Linked DNA regions of Hordeum vulgare: region 1 is linked to region 2. The links are chromatin contacts, called in public Hi-C maps. All regions are on one chromosome and are shown on one strand. The core of a region is the stretch at or near the end of the contact, and the rest is flanking DNA. Distances in the headings are between cores, read along the strand shown.

What was found. A called contact is a pair of places that touch in the nucleus more often than the background predicts.
Region 1: a contact with region 2 is called in a Hi-C map of seedling, with 4 times the contacts expected there. The contact joins the promoter of LOC123447595 here to the promoter of LOC123447590 in region 2. A contact is called at or near these places in 4 of 6 Hi-C or Micro-C datasets (leaf and seedling) and 1 of 1 datasets of contacts at active chromatin or transcription factors (embryo).

The regions. Positions count from the first base shown.
Region 1 is chr4H:22,410,558-22,417,406 of MorexV3_pseudomolecules_assembly, reverse strand. LOC123447595 (glucan endo-1,3-beta-glucosidase 7-like) reads right to left here and starts at 1,801. Exons shown (of 3, transcript XM_045124205.1): 1 at 1,330-1,801; 2 at 1-494. The coding sequence starts at 1,396.
Region 2 is chr4H:22,160,614-22,167,620 of MorexV3_pseudomolecules_assembly, reverse strand. LOC123447590 (ATP-dependent DNA helicase DDM1-like) reads right to left here and starts at 2,576. Exons shown (of 14, transcript XM_045124200.1): 1 at 2,275-2,576; 2 at 1,726-2,091; 3 at 1,532-1,636; 4 at 624-970; 5 at 366-552; 6 at 96-271. The coding sequence starts at 2,454.

The sequences.
Region 1 (6,849 bases), core at 552-3,051, 250 kb before region 2:
GAGGAAGGCCAGGAGCGGGTCCAGCGCGGCGGACAGCTCCGGCTTGAACGCGCCCGACGACGGCGGGTCCGACGACGCCAGCACGTCCATGGCGTTCACGGTCGACACCTTGATGCCGGAGTTGGCCGGCAGGGCGTCGTAGATGTTCTGCAGCGCCGGGACCAGCTGCGAGATGAGCGTGGCGTCGCCGGAGTAGAGCACCTCGTTGCCCACAGAGATGCCGTTGACGGCGGGCGACGTGGACGACGGGAGGTGCGCGGCGACCCAGGCGGCCGCGGCCGACGGCGAGGAGGCGAAGGAGGGGATGTCGCCGTTGGCGGCGCCGAGGAGCAGCGAGATGCCCGTGCCGGCGAAGGCGGCCACCACGGCCGGGTCGGTCCTGTAGAGGCGCACCTTGCCGATGGTGGTGGACTTGAGGAGCCGCGCCGTCGACGCCGGCGGCGGCAGGTTGTCGGCGATGTCGCCGTAGTTGATGCCGATGAAGGTCTGCGGCGCTGCAGGGCAGACACGTGACCAGCGTTAACTCAACAAACGATGGAGTATAGCACTTGGCAAAATCTACAGTACTTACTAACGTTACTGCACCGTAAGTAAATTTGTGAAGAGCGCGAGAAATTCTGCGGGATTCAAAATAAACCGTGTCAGGCGCACGGTGTCGCTGCACGCACGGCGCGGCAAGTCACCCTCACAAGTTCTGCTTTACAACGACACGATGAGCGACTACGATTTTATCACGAGTGCGCGTGCATGATTGGATGTATTTTTTATAAAAAGGTGTTTATGTTGCTCGGTTGAGAATGCAGACGCCGTTGTTTTCTACAGATGTAAGTAGGTTCATTTCACTGTCGCCCACATTCTCTCCCGAGCTGAAAACGGAACCATGTCGACACGAAGAGGACGGACGCCACTTTCGGCTGAAGAACCTACGCGAGAGGGACGTCAGTTACTACTTATTTAGTTACCCTGCGATTTGAATTCCATTCCAGGAAGAAGAAGAAGAAGAGGAAGAAAAGGTACACTAGTACGATTTGATATATTTATTTATGTTTTCTCCTTGAGGTTATGATGATGGTGATGATGATGTTCCAGTGGCAGGGAAGAAGTAAGGAATCAAATGTTTGGACATGTGCAGATGTGCTCGACTGGCACAGAGCTCGAAAGAGCATAACAACAAATGATAAAAGAAAGCGAGAAGAAGGTTCCAAAGTCCAAACACCTCAACGGCAAGAAGGGAACATAATTCTTCAGATTGCCCGGAGAGCAAAGGAAAGAACCGGATGCATGCAGACGTAACCGACAGAGCCGAAGATCGGGAGACCATAACCATACCAGCAGAAGGGGCCTGGACGAGCAGCAAGAACCCCAGCAGGAGGAGAGGAGGAGGAAGCAGCGCCATCGCCGATCGAGCTCTTCTTGTCCCTTGTGCCCGCTTCCTCGTACGGCTACCTGCTGCCTTGTGGCTGCGCACTCACCTGGCTTCCCTCGGACCGGCTCAAGGCGGCGGTTTAACTAGTGGTGGTGTGGCAGTGGCAGTGGCACTACTACCCCGGATGATGTGAGCTGAGGTGAGGCGAGTTGCTTAGCGAGGAGGAGAAAGGAAGACGCGCTGCGGTGCGGTGCGGTGCGGTGGGCTCTCTCTCTCTCTCTCGCGCCCGCTCTTTCAATAATAAGGCTGGAAAGAGGAGGAGGGAGGGAGGGAGGGAGGGAGAAAGAGGGAGCAAGCAAAGCGCTAAAGCCGGCCCGCTCCCCCGTCTACTGCAGAAAAGGAAAGAAAGCTTCCAGACGGACGGGGAAGGAGGAAGGAAGGAGGCGAGCCGGCTGATTTGAAGTACGTGAGCCGAGTGGGTGAGGTGGCCCATGGAGGGGCGCAGGGATCCGACGGCCAGGGTTGCTGCGCGGGGCGGGATCGGGGATTCGGTTCACGGCATATGCTGGACGCCTTAAAATATCGTACCCCAAAATCGGCAAAACGTTTTTTTTTCCTTCATGTTTTTACAGGATGACTTTTCTTCCGTTAGTACAGAAGCAAATGTGCTCGTGCGTTGCAACGGCAGAAAAAAATAATAACCCTTATACACACTCGATCACATCGCTGAATATAACATAATAAGTGGTGTTGCGCAAACACATAAAAATGGAATCATTTTTTAAGTGTATTAAAGTGTGTTCTAATAGTTTATTAGTCAAAAACATATACCTAGGTTCCTATATAAGGTCAATTGTTTGTTGGCGTTCTTCCTCAATGATGCGCAATAAATAGGATAGTAGGCCACAAGTAGCAAAGTACAATTTAGTACTCAATGATATCGTGCGCATAAGATCACATATTAGGTTTCTTCATCGAAAATAATCAACTTATAAGGACATGCATAACGGATATTCAAGGTCGCATATAGCATTGATATTCTTAAATAAATCGTTATCAGCACAATTTCAAATGATATAAGAATCATCATTGAGCCATTGGTTTACATAAAGTTTATATCAGTAGTTTAGTGTACATCATGAGTTGGTTATTTTGCATTGAGTGAAATAAAGAGGATCATTATGTGTTTGTTACAACCTTTAGCATATACATTCCTTGTCATGTCAATAATAGATTTTATGAGTGTCAAACTATTCTATCTAGTCAATTTAAATGGATGGATATAATAGGCATTTTTAAAATACATCATATAAAAATATATTAATCAAAGATGCATCATAAATGTAATATAGAATCATTAACATGCGGGATTATAGCATATTTTAAATCTATACATTTCTTGAATGTTTTCACATATAGTATGTCTAAATTAGCGTTATGATTTAAAAGATGTGATTTTTTAAGCATTTGAATCTGTCAAAAGCAAAATAAAGATAAAAAATAATTCAAAGGCGAGTCAATTTAAAGTAACTGGGCTGAAACTGCAACATTGTATAGCACATCAAATCAACGACGCCTGGGCGAGTCAATTTTATTTCACGCCAATGAAAATTTAGAGAAAGAAAGCTGAAAAAGAGGAGAAGCAGAAAGAAGCGACAACACGACTCGAACTACGCTAGTTCGGTTCGTGCTACAATAGTACTTGGGCCAGCTTTTAATAACCTACAGTAGACGGCAACTTAAGAAAGTAAAGCGAATCATTTTTTTAACTTACTGGTGGCATGGTGGGTAATTTAGATCAACTTTGAGGACAATTTTATGACGGACGACAGAAACACTATTTGCTTTATTATTAGGTAGAGATTTTGTAAAAAATATTTTCGTAAAATTATATAAACCCCTCTAATAAAAGTGTAATCTAAATTACAATTGGGTCTTCATGTCCGGGGTTCGTGCGGCTCCTATCTACAGATCGTCGTGGCGGAGTTGCAGCACGCCGCGTCCTTGGAAAAGTGCACACGCTCGACCTTGCCCTTCTTGACGTCGCAGGGAACTCGCTGTAGCGTCATTGGCCGTCGTCGGGGATGTCGGCGAAGGCGGAGCCAAGCTTCGACGTGGTGAGCAGATTGTCGATGAAGGGGGTTTGCGGCGCCTCAGACTGTAGTTGCGGGGCCGCCTCCTACGGCGGGAACGACAAGGGCACATCGACAGGGAGGGCGAAAAAGGCGGGCGAGCGTGGGGAACAGTGTGTTTATTCTTCATGCTATAATTGCACTAATCAGAAACTCAAATACATGTGTGGTTATATAAACAAACACCACGTTTCTAGTAAGCATCTACTTGACTAACTCGTTGATCAAAAAGATGATTAAGATTTTTTAACCATATATATGAGTTTTCATTTGATAACGGGATCACATCACATCATTAGAAGAATGATGTGATGGACATACCCAATCGCGAGCTTTCATTTGATCGTGTCACTTAGTTTTATTTGCTACAACTTTTTTTAATCTCAAGTACTTGTTCGTTCGACCATGAGATTGTGCCACTCCCTAATGCCGGAAGTATACTTTGTGGGTGTCAAGCATCACTTCGTAACTGGATGATCATGAAGGTGCTCTTGAGATATCTTAGAAATTATTTGTTGGATTGCATGGATCGAGACTAAGATTAGTCACTCCATGTGACGGAGAGATATCTCTGGGTCCTCTCGGTAGTACAAAATCCTAAGTAGCTTGCAAGCATGTGCGTAATGTGTTTAGTCACTAGAGTATTGTATTATGGAATGAGTAAAGACACTTATCGGTAACGAGATTGAACTAGGTATGGTGATACCGACGATCGAATCTCAGAAAAGTAGACATATCATCACACGAAGGGAATTGTATACGAGATTATATGAATCCTTGACATTGTGCTTCAAATCGATAAAGATATTCGTTGAATATGTCATAGACTGGGAGTCCTTATGAGCATCGAGGTCCCGCTGTTGATTGTTGGTCGAAAAGGTGTCTCGATCATGTGTGCATGTTCTCAAACCCGTAGAGTCACACACTTAATGTTTGGTAACGCTAGGGTAGTAATGGAATATTCATAATGGTGAGACCAAATATTGTTCGGAGTCACGTATGAGATCCAGGATATCACGTGGAGCTCTGGAATGGTCTCGGGGGTAAAGAATCATATATGAAAAGTGGTTTTTCGGGGTTTCAAAAAGGTTCACGAATTTACTGACATTGTGTCGGGTGTCTAGAAGGGTTTCGGGGGGCACAAGTGGGTCACACATGTCTTGGAGGCTTATGTGGGATGAAAGGGGTGCCTTGGTCTACATGGGCCAGGCGCACCAGCCCCCAAGGCCCATGTTACAAGGAAGGGGAAATCCTAAGGGTGGGGGCGCCCCTAGCCTTGGAGGGAAAGGCACCCCCTTGGTCGCCGCCCCCAAGCCTTGGGGAGGGGAGCTAAGGCTGGTCGGGCCTCCCACACCCCTATAAATAGAGGGGAGGGTCAGGGCGCAACCCAACCCCAACACTTAGCGGTTTCCCTCCCTCTCCCCGCACTTCCTCCTCTATAGCGCGTGGTGAAGCCCTCCGCCACAACCACCACTACGTCGTGTTGTTGGGCCAGATCCCATCTAGCTCTTTGAAAGCACAACTTATCCCCAGCTGGTTTTAGTAATTAATAACAACATATATGTCATTGGACTAATGATCCTATCTGTATATTTGAGGAAAAGTTCAATGATGATTTGGCTAAGGATTGTGAGGAGAACCCCTAGATGAAAGGAACATCTATTGGCAACAAGATTGAAGACTCTACATTTTATATCTTGTGAGAAATCACATTTGAGTCCATATGAAAGCCAATACTATTAAAAGGGGATGAGGTGACTATGATGATCTCATTGCTCAAGTGCTTAGAGATTAGCCACCAAAAATACTCATGAAATGACCCCACAAATATTATGTCCAAACCACAAAGTCAAATTCAGTGCCACTAATATTTCCAAATCGGCCCCACCAAATTTACCTTAGAACCTCGGTATCACCAAGTTTGGTTTTGGTCTAACCGAAAAACATTAACCAACTTCGTGGTTAGCCATTTTCTAGAATTGTAATTTCTGAGTTTCGCAAATTGGTGCCACCGAGTGTGGTAACTGCCTAGGCCAGGCAAAATCGGACCCTCCGAGATTCATATATCGGTCTCACCTAAACGCTAAAAGTTGCCACATTTTGCACTAGTCGGTGCAACCAAGTTTTTTACTTCGGTTTCACTGAGTTGGGCAAGAATGTTGTAATGGTTGGATTTTTGGAGATGCCTATATATACCCCTTCACCAGCCTCTCATTCGCAGAGTAAGCAATCAGAATGAACCAACACTTGCCCCATCCATTTTTCTGAGAGAGAGCCGCCTACTCATGTGTTGAGACCAAGATATTCCATTCCTACCATATGAATCTTGATTTCTATCCTCCCCAAGTTGCTTTCCACCCAATCAATCTATTCTACCCAAGCCAAATCTATGAGAGAGTGATTGAGAGTTGAAGAGACTATCTTTTGAAGCACAAGAGCAAGGAGTTCATCATACTACCACATCTATTACCTTTTGGAGTGTGGTGTCTCCTAGATTGGTTAGGTGTCGCTTGGGAGCCTCCAACTTCGTGTGGAGTTGAACCAAGAAGTTTGTAAGGGCAAGGAGATCGCATACTTCGTGAAGATCTACCTCTAGTGAGGCTAGTACTTCGTGGACGTAAGCCATGGTGGAATAGACAAGGTTGCTTCTCCATGGACCCTTCATGGGTAGAGCCCTCCATGGACTCTCCGGCCGTTACCCTTCGTGTGTTGAAGTCTCCATCAACGTTGACGTACGATAGCACCACCTATCGAAACCATGCCAAAAATCTCCGTTTCAGTCTTTGCGTTTGATCTTCCTATCCCTACCTTCTACTTACATATGCATGTCTTCACTTTCCGCTGCTATACTCTTAGACTTGCATGTGTAGTGTGTGCATGAATTTCTACAATTGCTACAACTCGCCCACAACTAAAATTTGGAAAAGGCTAGGTTTTTATTTGGTCTAGTAGTCTAATCATGGCCCCCTCTAGACATACTTCAGATCCTACAAGTGGTATCAGAGCTTTGGTCTCCATTGCATTGGTTTCACAACCTAGGAGAGTACGACGTCTAGAGAGGGAAATTACCACTGTAGAGGTCCATACTTTGATGGTACAAACTTTGCTAGTTGGAAGCATAAAATGAAATTGCATATTCTTGGGCATAACCCCGTGGTTTGGGCTCTTGTTCGTGTTTGATTACAAGGTGAATTCTTCGGTGATGGAAGGGAACTGGATCGTGAAGCGACCGCAGAAGAATTAAAGATGTTGCAATACAACGCTCAAGCATGTGATATTCTATTCTACTGCCTATGCCCCGAAGAGTTCAACATGATTAGCCGTCTTCACAATGCAAAGGAAATTTGGGAT
Region 2 (7,007 bases), core at 1,327-3,826:
TGGGACAGAAATTAGTTAACTGGAAATAAAAGTAATTCAAGGATACAAAGACTAATGAACAAAAATGGCAGTAAATGGTAGGCAATGGTTCATACCATGACTCAAATTCCTCATGGGATGAGAATATATCTGGCAAAATGAAGTTCAATAGCGACCACAGCTCTGCTAGATTATTCTGAAGAGGTGTTCCAGTCAAAAGGAGCTTGTTATCCATTGGAATGCGCCTCAACTCCCTCAGTAATTTGCACTTCGTATTTTTCAACCGATGCCCCTGCAACAAAAATAATCCGGCCAACATATAAATACATGTGGAAGAGAGAGAAATATAAAAGGACAATAATTCAGATCATGTGATATTCAATTACCTCATCTACAACAACATACTTCCACTTATAATTAGCAAGAAACTTTGCATCAAACATGGCCATCTCATATGAAGTGATTATTATCGGAAAATCAGGACCAACAGTTTTGGGCATGTATTTTCTCCTTAGCTCTGTCCGAGCAGCTTTATCTCCATGATAAATCAGACCATTTAGAGATGGAGTGAACCTGAAATCAAGTATTCCACATAAGCTACCAAACAAACTAAACACAGTGGATCACAACTATGGATGCTTTACCTCATTAACTCGTTCAACCAGTTTGACAGGGTGGAAAGGGGAGCAATAACCATGTATGGACCATGCAGACCATTCCCTTTAAGATGAGCAAGAAATGCAATTGTCTGGATTGTTTTCCCAAGGCCCATTTGATCAGCAAGTATCCCATTCAGCCCATTTTGCCACAGTGATATTAGCCACTTAACACCCTTTATCTGGTAAGATTTCAACTTTCCCCCAGTCAACAATGGAACAAGATTGGCTTGCTCTCTTTCCCACTTTTCTTCTTCCGTGAGAGTACCATCATCAGCAGAACGATCTTCACGAGATCTTGTAAGCATGGCTGCCACTGCAGTTTTAGCCTTCTTCTGAACAACATTTCATCATCAGTAGTCAGACACAACATAAGGTCTAATCGATGAACATGAATTGTTTTTCCTATATATTTTTCTAACTAACGATAGAACAAATTATCCACTCAGAATGATGTGTCATCTCCAGGAAAATAATAAAATGAATGGTATTCAACTGAAATCAACAAGTCCATGTCAAAGTAATTTAAACCGTGGAACAGTATTCCAATGTGTAAACAACTCTAGCTATGCTGCAACAAATCTTGAACAACCCTTTTAAATAAGAGATTTGCGTGCTTTCAGTAAGAAGGATGCTACTGATGAAAAGGAAGCCAGGAAACGTTGATGAGTGGACATTATGATATCAAGCACCCCCATCTAGAATCATTCAAGCAGCAACACGCCTTTTTCCTAATCTTAAACCCATTGAACAGGTAATCCGGACGGACTAACATATCATACTGCAGGAAGCGATAGTGTATGACAGACAGGACATTTGCATAATCTAGACGACAACCAAAGCATACATAGTAAAACTGTATTTATGAAGCAGAGGATCTAGAAGTCTGAACTCACGTCATTGTACTGTGCCTTGGCCGCTTTCCTCTTTTTGCCACGTCCTTTCTTTTGCTCTTCCACGGGTTCCTCCTCGTCTTTAATTTCAACAGCAGTCGGCTTAACCTACAGGCCACACCACCATTGTTAGCAAACAAGGGAAAATAACTAGCAAGAGACCAAAAATGGTCATCAAAGAGTAAGGGGGCGCGTACATCTGTGATCTGCTCCATCTTCTCAAGCAAGAATTCAGAATAGAGCTGTGTCTGTGTCAGCAGCTCATCCAGCTTGTTGAACTTTGCCTTTGGGTCAAAGGCCTGCCTCGCGGCCTCCTCTCTCTTTCTGGCCTCCTCTTCCTCCTCTAACTTAATCCGGGCCTGATACATCTCCTCTTCCTCCTTGGTCATCACCTCTGTGATTAAAGAGGTATCGCCGTTCTTGGCCACGAGCTCAAACGATGTCTCCTCTTTGACAGAGTTGAGCAGCAGTTCTTCAGCCTTCAGCGCCCCGTCGATGGGATGCGCCTCGCCACCGTTGGCCTTGAGCTCGCCAGCTTTCCCATCCTTGGATCCGGACATTTTCTATTTTTGCACAACATAATCAGATTCAGGCCAATGGATCGAGAACCGGAACAAGCAAGATACACAAATCGCATCGACGAAACGAAAGGGGATGTTTTTTTTCAATGGGGAAAAAGGGGGAAATAGGAAACGGAATGCACCTAGACATCTCTATTAAATCGGAAGGTTTTAATAGCGGATCACCTCTTCCCCCAGAACGGAGATAGGAGAATCTGGGTCGGCGTCGGCGGCAGCGGTGGTGTTGGCGGCGGCGGCGGCGGCGGCTGCTTCCCTCTTCGCCCCATTCGCCCTGGCGACCACCATCTCGGCCGCGGCGGCAACAGGCGGCGACGTCGCCGAGTGTCGGTGGGGCCGAGGCGTCATGCAGCAGTCCCTGCTGCGGCGGAGTTGGCGGCGAGCGGCGGTGGTGGAGACCAGAGGGAGTGGCGGCGGCGACGGAGGAAGGAGCGCTTCCGGAGGATGCTGTGCGCGTTTTTACTGAGGGGGAGTAGGGTGGGGCTCCTCCCTCGCCGAGATACAAGCACGGCGCGCTGGGCCAGGACCTGCCACTGACGTTCGGGTCCACAACACTCCTGACCCCACACGTCGGTGAGGAATACTCAAGCACGTCGCGGTGAATCGGGAAGGTGGCCAGGGGAATGGGGGCATGGGCTCTGGAACCCTGCAGAGTGGGGTGGTACGGACGTTTGTTTTTACATAGACCCGGTTCGGTGGACACTGGTCACTGAGCGGTGGGCCGAGCCATAGGTCTCGCGCTGGTCCACGGGGGAACCGGTCTGCGCAGGTGGGAGGGGTGGGTGGTGGCGCCGATAGCGAGGGTTTCAGGCGGGAAACCGAGGGAGGGTTTAGGGAAACTCCATGCCCTCGTGGAGAGAGAGATTCACGGGACTGCCACCCACCAGTGGCATCCCCCCTCTCGTTTGCCCGGCTCTGCCACGAGGGGCATCCTGGTAAATTCGCGCGCTGCGGGCGGCCGTTCGAAGTTTGAAAATACGGGGAGGCGGCCGGGGCTTCTCTCTCTCGCTCGCTTGACCGACGGGATCGTGGTCAGCACGCGGCTGACGTCTGGGCCAGCCTGGGTGCCGGCCCCACCTGTCGGGCTGTAGATCTCGGTGGGTTCGGGAAAGTGGCCCGGGAAACGGGAGGCGGGCCCCCGCTGCGGACTGCCTCGATCCCTGCGGTTTGCAGAGCGAGGGGACGGCACGAACCGACCCGTCTTTGTTCGGATGGACACGGTCTGGTGGACCGCGTGTCACTGCGTGATGGGGCCGGGTGTGAAGGTTGTGCTGGTCTGCGGTGGAACGGGTGTGTGCGTGGATGGGGGGGGGCGCGGGTTGTGCGGGCCTTGTGCTGCTGCTGCGGTAGCACGGCATTGGCTGGGCGTTCGAATTGTTTGATGAAATTTTGTTTTCTTCGGTGGCTGCGCCGGGCCGGAGTTATGTTTTTGACCGTTGGGAAAGGGCTCGGAAAAGCCAGGATCTATGGCAGGTCGGCTCGTGGTCGCCACCGTGTGTATGGTCTTGCGGTAAAAAAAACAATCCGATGTACTGTACTCTGCTAATGATCCATGGGTTCCCGTGCCGATGTGCCATGCTGCTATCACGTGCGCGTCTTTTGTTTGAAGCATCAAAACCCTGATCCGCTACCAAATTGACCTTCGAGTAAATTATACATGATCAAAATGTACCTCTTTTTACATCACCAGAACCCCACGCTCGTGAACCGTTTTTATCGTGAGAGGCGAACCAGAGTAAAGTCTCGAATAAACCGTCACGTTGTAGAAGGTGAGGAACCCTCGCCTTTAAATCCCTGAAGTTTGTATCCTGAACTTTCTGATCCTGATCTATTTTAACCTTAGTTGTGTTTGACACACCGAAAAAAGCACAGTCCTAAGCGGGAACTCGTTCTCACTATTGCACGGGTCATTAGAGCCATCTTCTTCCTCGTTCCCATATCCCTCCTGTAGCTCCCTTTACTCTTTAGTTCCATCAATGGCAATAGGCAGGCCCGGGCCCACAGTGGTGCCACATGTGCAGCCCGCACAGGGCCCACGATTTTGGGGGCCCCAAAAAATATATATATATATATGTATATAGATATAGTTGTATATAAAGAAAAATCGGTTGGACGTGGGCGTCGTGGGCGTGCGATCGATCTGAGCATGCCAACCGCGCCGTAGGCCGTAGGCTCCTCGAGCGAGCTGGGAAATCGAGCGAGCGACCTGGGCGCTTGCCGCCTGCGCCTGTCGCCTGGGCCAGTGGGCCAGTGAGCGCCCGCACAGAGCCTCGAGCGACCTGGGCCTATGTTAGCTACAGTCGTACAGTGCTACGATAATACGATCGATCGAGGCACGACGCCGTGATCCAGCGATCGCTCGCCGCCTCGCCCGTGTCGCTCGCCAAAACAGGAGATCGCTCGCCAAAACACGTGATCTCGAAACGTGAGGAACTGGTGCTCGCGGCTCGCCGTCTCGTGCTCGCAGTTCGCCGAGTCGCCGTCGCCAAAACGTTTTCCCATCAGCATCAGGCTTCGGTAAGAAAATAATATCTCGTCGTCAGGTACTCAGGTGCTCGTCGCCTTCGTCGTTTGCATCATCACTGATCAGTTCATCTGTTCATCAGATCGATCCCGCGATCCGATTCAGGCCGCCGCCGAGACTCGTCGTCTCGTCGGATCGATCCCAGTTCATCCGTGCAGGACCCAAAACTAGGTGAGTTAGACAATTCGTCTAAGTGCCATCATGCTACTGTATAACTTCAATTTCATTTTATTCATCTTTTTAATATTGTATTTCAATAATATAGATTTGAGTCATCATGGGGAAACATCAGTCTGGTGCCTATAAGCGCAAGAAAAAAGCAGAAGAACAAAATTTAATTAATAAATCTTATAAAGGCGACATGGACAAATGTGTTAGTAAAAAACCACCGCAAGTGTTATCCGGTAATCAGTCTGTTGATCATTCTACCCTTGCACTTGCAATTGTTCCTTACAATGATGATAGAGATGGTCAGACAGAGACAGATAATATGGAGGTAGAGGAAGATCATATTGATGTAAACTTGAATAGTTCACCTCGTGAGGATGTTGATGATTCTTTTAAGTCTGATATATTTGATCCAAGAAACTGGAATTCTCTTGATTCTAAACAGATTGATATCTTAGCACAAAAGGGTCCAAAAAGAGACAATTCAATTAAGAAAGGTCCTAAAGATAGATATCGTAAAAGGTTTACCGCATTATTCTATACTAGATTTCTATCAAATGGAGAGTGTTGTGATAGAGACTGGCTTGTCTATTCTAAACAACTTGATAGAGTCTTTTGCTTTGCTTGTAAGTTATTTAGAAAAAGTCATCAGAAAGGTCAATTGGCAAATGAGGGCTGTAATGATTGGTCACATATGACCAATAGACTAAAAGACCATGAGACAAGTGGGGATCATGTTTTGAGTATGACTAATTGGTATGAGTTGCACAGTAGATTGGAAAAACATCAAACTATTGATAAAACAGCTCAACGACAACTTGAGAAAGAGAAGGACCATTGGAGAAAGGTATTATTCAGAATTGTTTGCATTGTGAAATTTCTTGCCAAGCATAATCTAGCATTCCGTGGTACTAATGGCAAGTTGTATGAAGATAGCAATGGTAATTTCTTGGGTTTGGTAGAGATGTTGGCTGAATTTGACCCCATTATTCAGGAGCATGTTCGTCGTATTACAAATGAAGAAACTCATGCTCATTATCTTGATCATAAGATTCAGAATGAATTGCTACACTTGCTTGCTTCTTGTATTAGGTCTGAAATTATCAAGAAAATAAAGAGCGCAAAGTATTTCTCTATCATACTTGATTGTACCCCTGATGCAAGTCACCAAGAGCAAATGTCTTTAATTATAAGATATGTGGATTCATCTTCAAGTCAAGTTTGCATAGAAGAGTCTTTTCTAGGATTTCTTGATGTAAATGATACAACTGGCCAAGGACTTTTTGAGGTGCTATAGAATGAGCTAAAACTTCTTGATCTTGATATAAATGACGTGTGAGGACAAGGTTATGATAATGGATCAAATATGAAAGGAACGCATCAAGGGGTACAAAGAAAACTTTTGGATGTAAATCCTAGAGCTTTTTATTCTGCTTGTGGTTGTCATAGCCTTAATTTAACACTTTGTGATATGGCCAAGACTTGTGGTAGAGCAAAAGACTTTTTTGGGATCATCCAACGCATCTATACAATTTTTGCAAATTCTACTAAGAAATGGCATATTTTGAAAGAAAACATATCAGGATTGACTCTCAAGTTTGTGTCAGCTACGCGTTGGGAGAGTCGTGTTGAAAGTGTTAAACCAATTAGATTTCAATGTTCAGACATTCGCGAGGCTCTACTTCAGGTAAGCAATATGTTCATATTGTTAATGATGTAATTCATTCAGACTTTGACTAGTCCAACCATAACATTTATGAACTTTATTTTAATTTCAGGTATCTGAAATTGATAGTGATCCAAAGGCAAGCAGTGATGCTCTAGGTTTGGCAAACAATGAACTTGGAGAGTATGAATTTATCGTGGTAATAGTCATTTGGTATGAGGTATTGTCTGCTATTAATTTAGTAAGCAGGAACTTGCAAACAAAGGACATGCTTATTGATGTTGCAATTGAGAAAGTGAAAGGGCTTATTTCTTTCTTTGAGGGGTACAGAGAAACTGTTTTTTTAGAAGCATTGCACATAGCCAAATAAATTGCACTTGAGATGAATATTGATGCAACATTTCGTAAAAGAAGAGAAATTAAAAGAAAGAAACAGTTTGATGAGAACCCAGATGACACAAATATTGCCCCACAGTCTGCACAGGAATCATTTAGAGTCAACTATTTCATACGTGTTGTTGATCAAGCAATTTCCTCACTCAC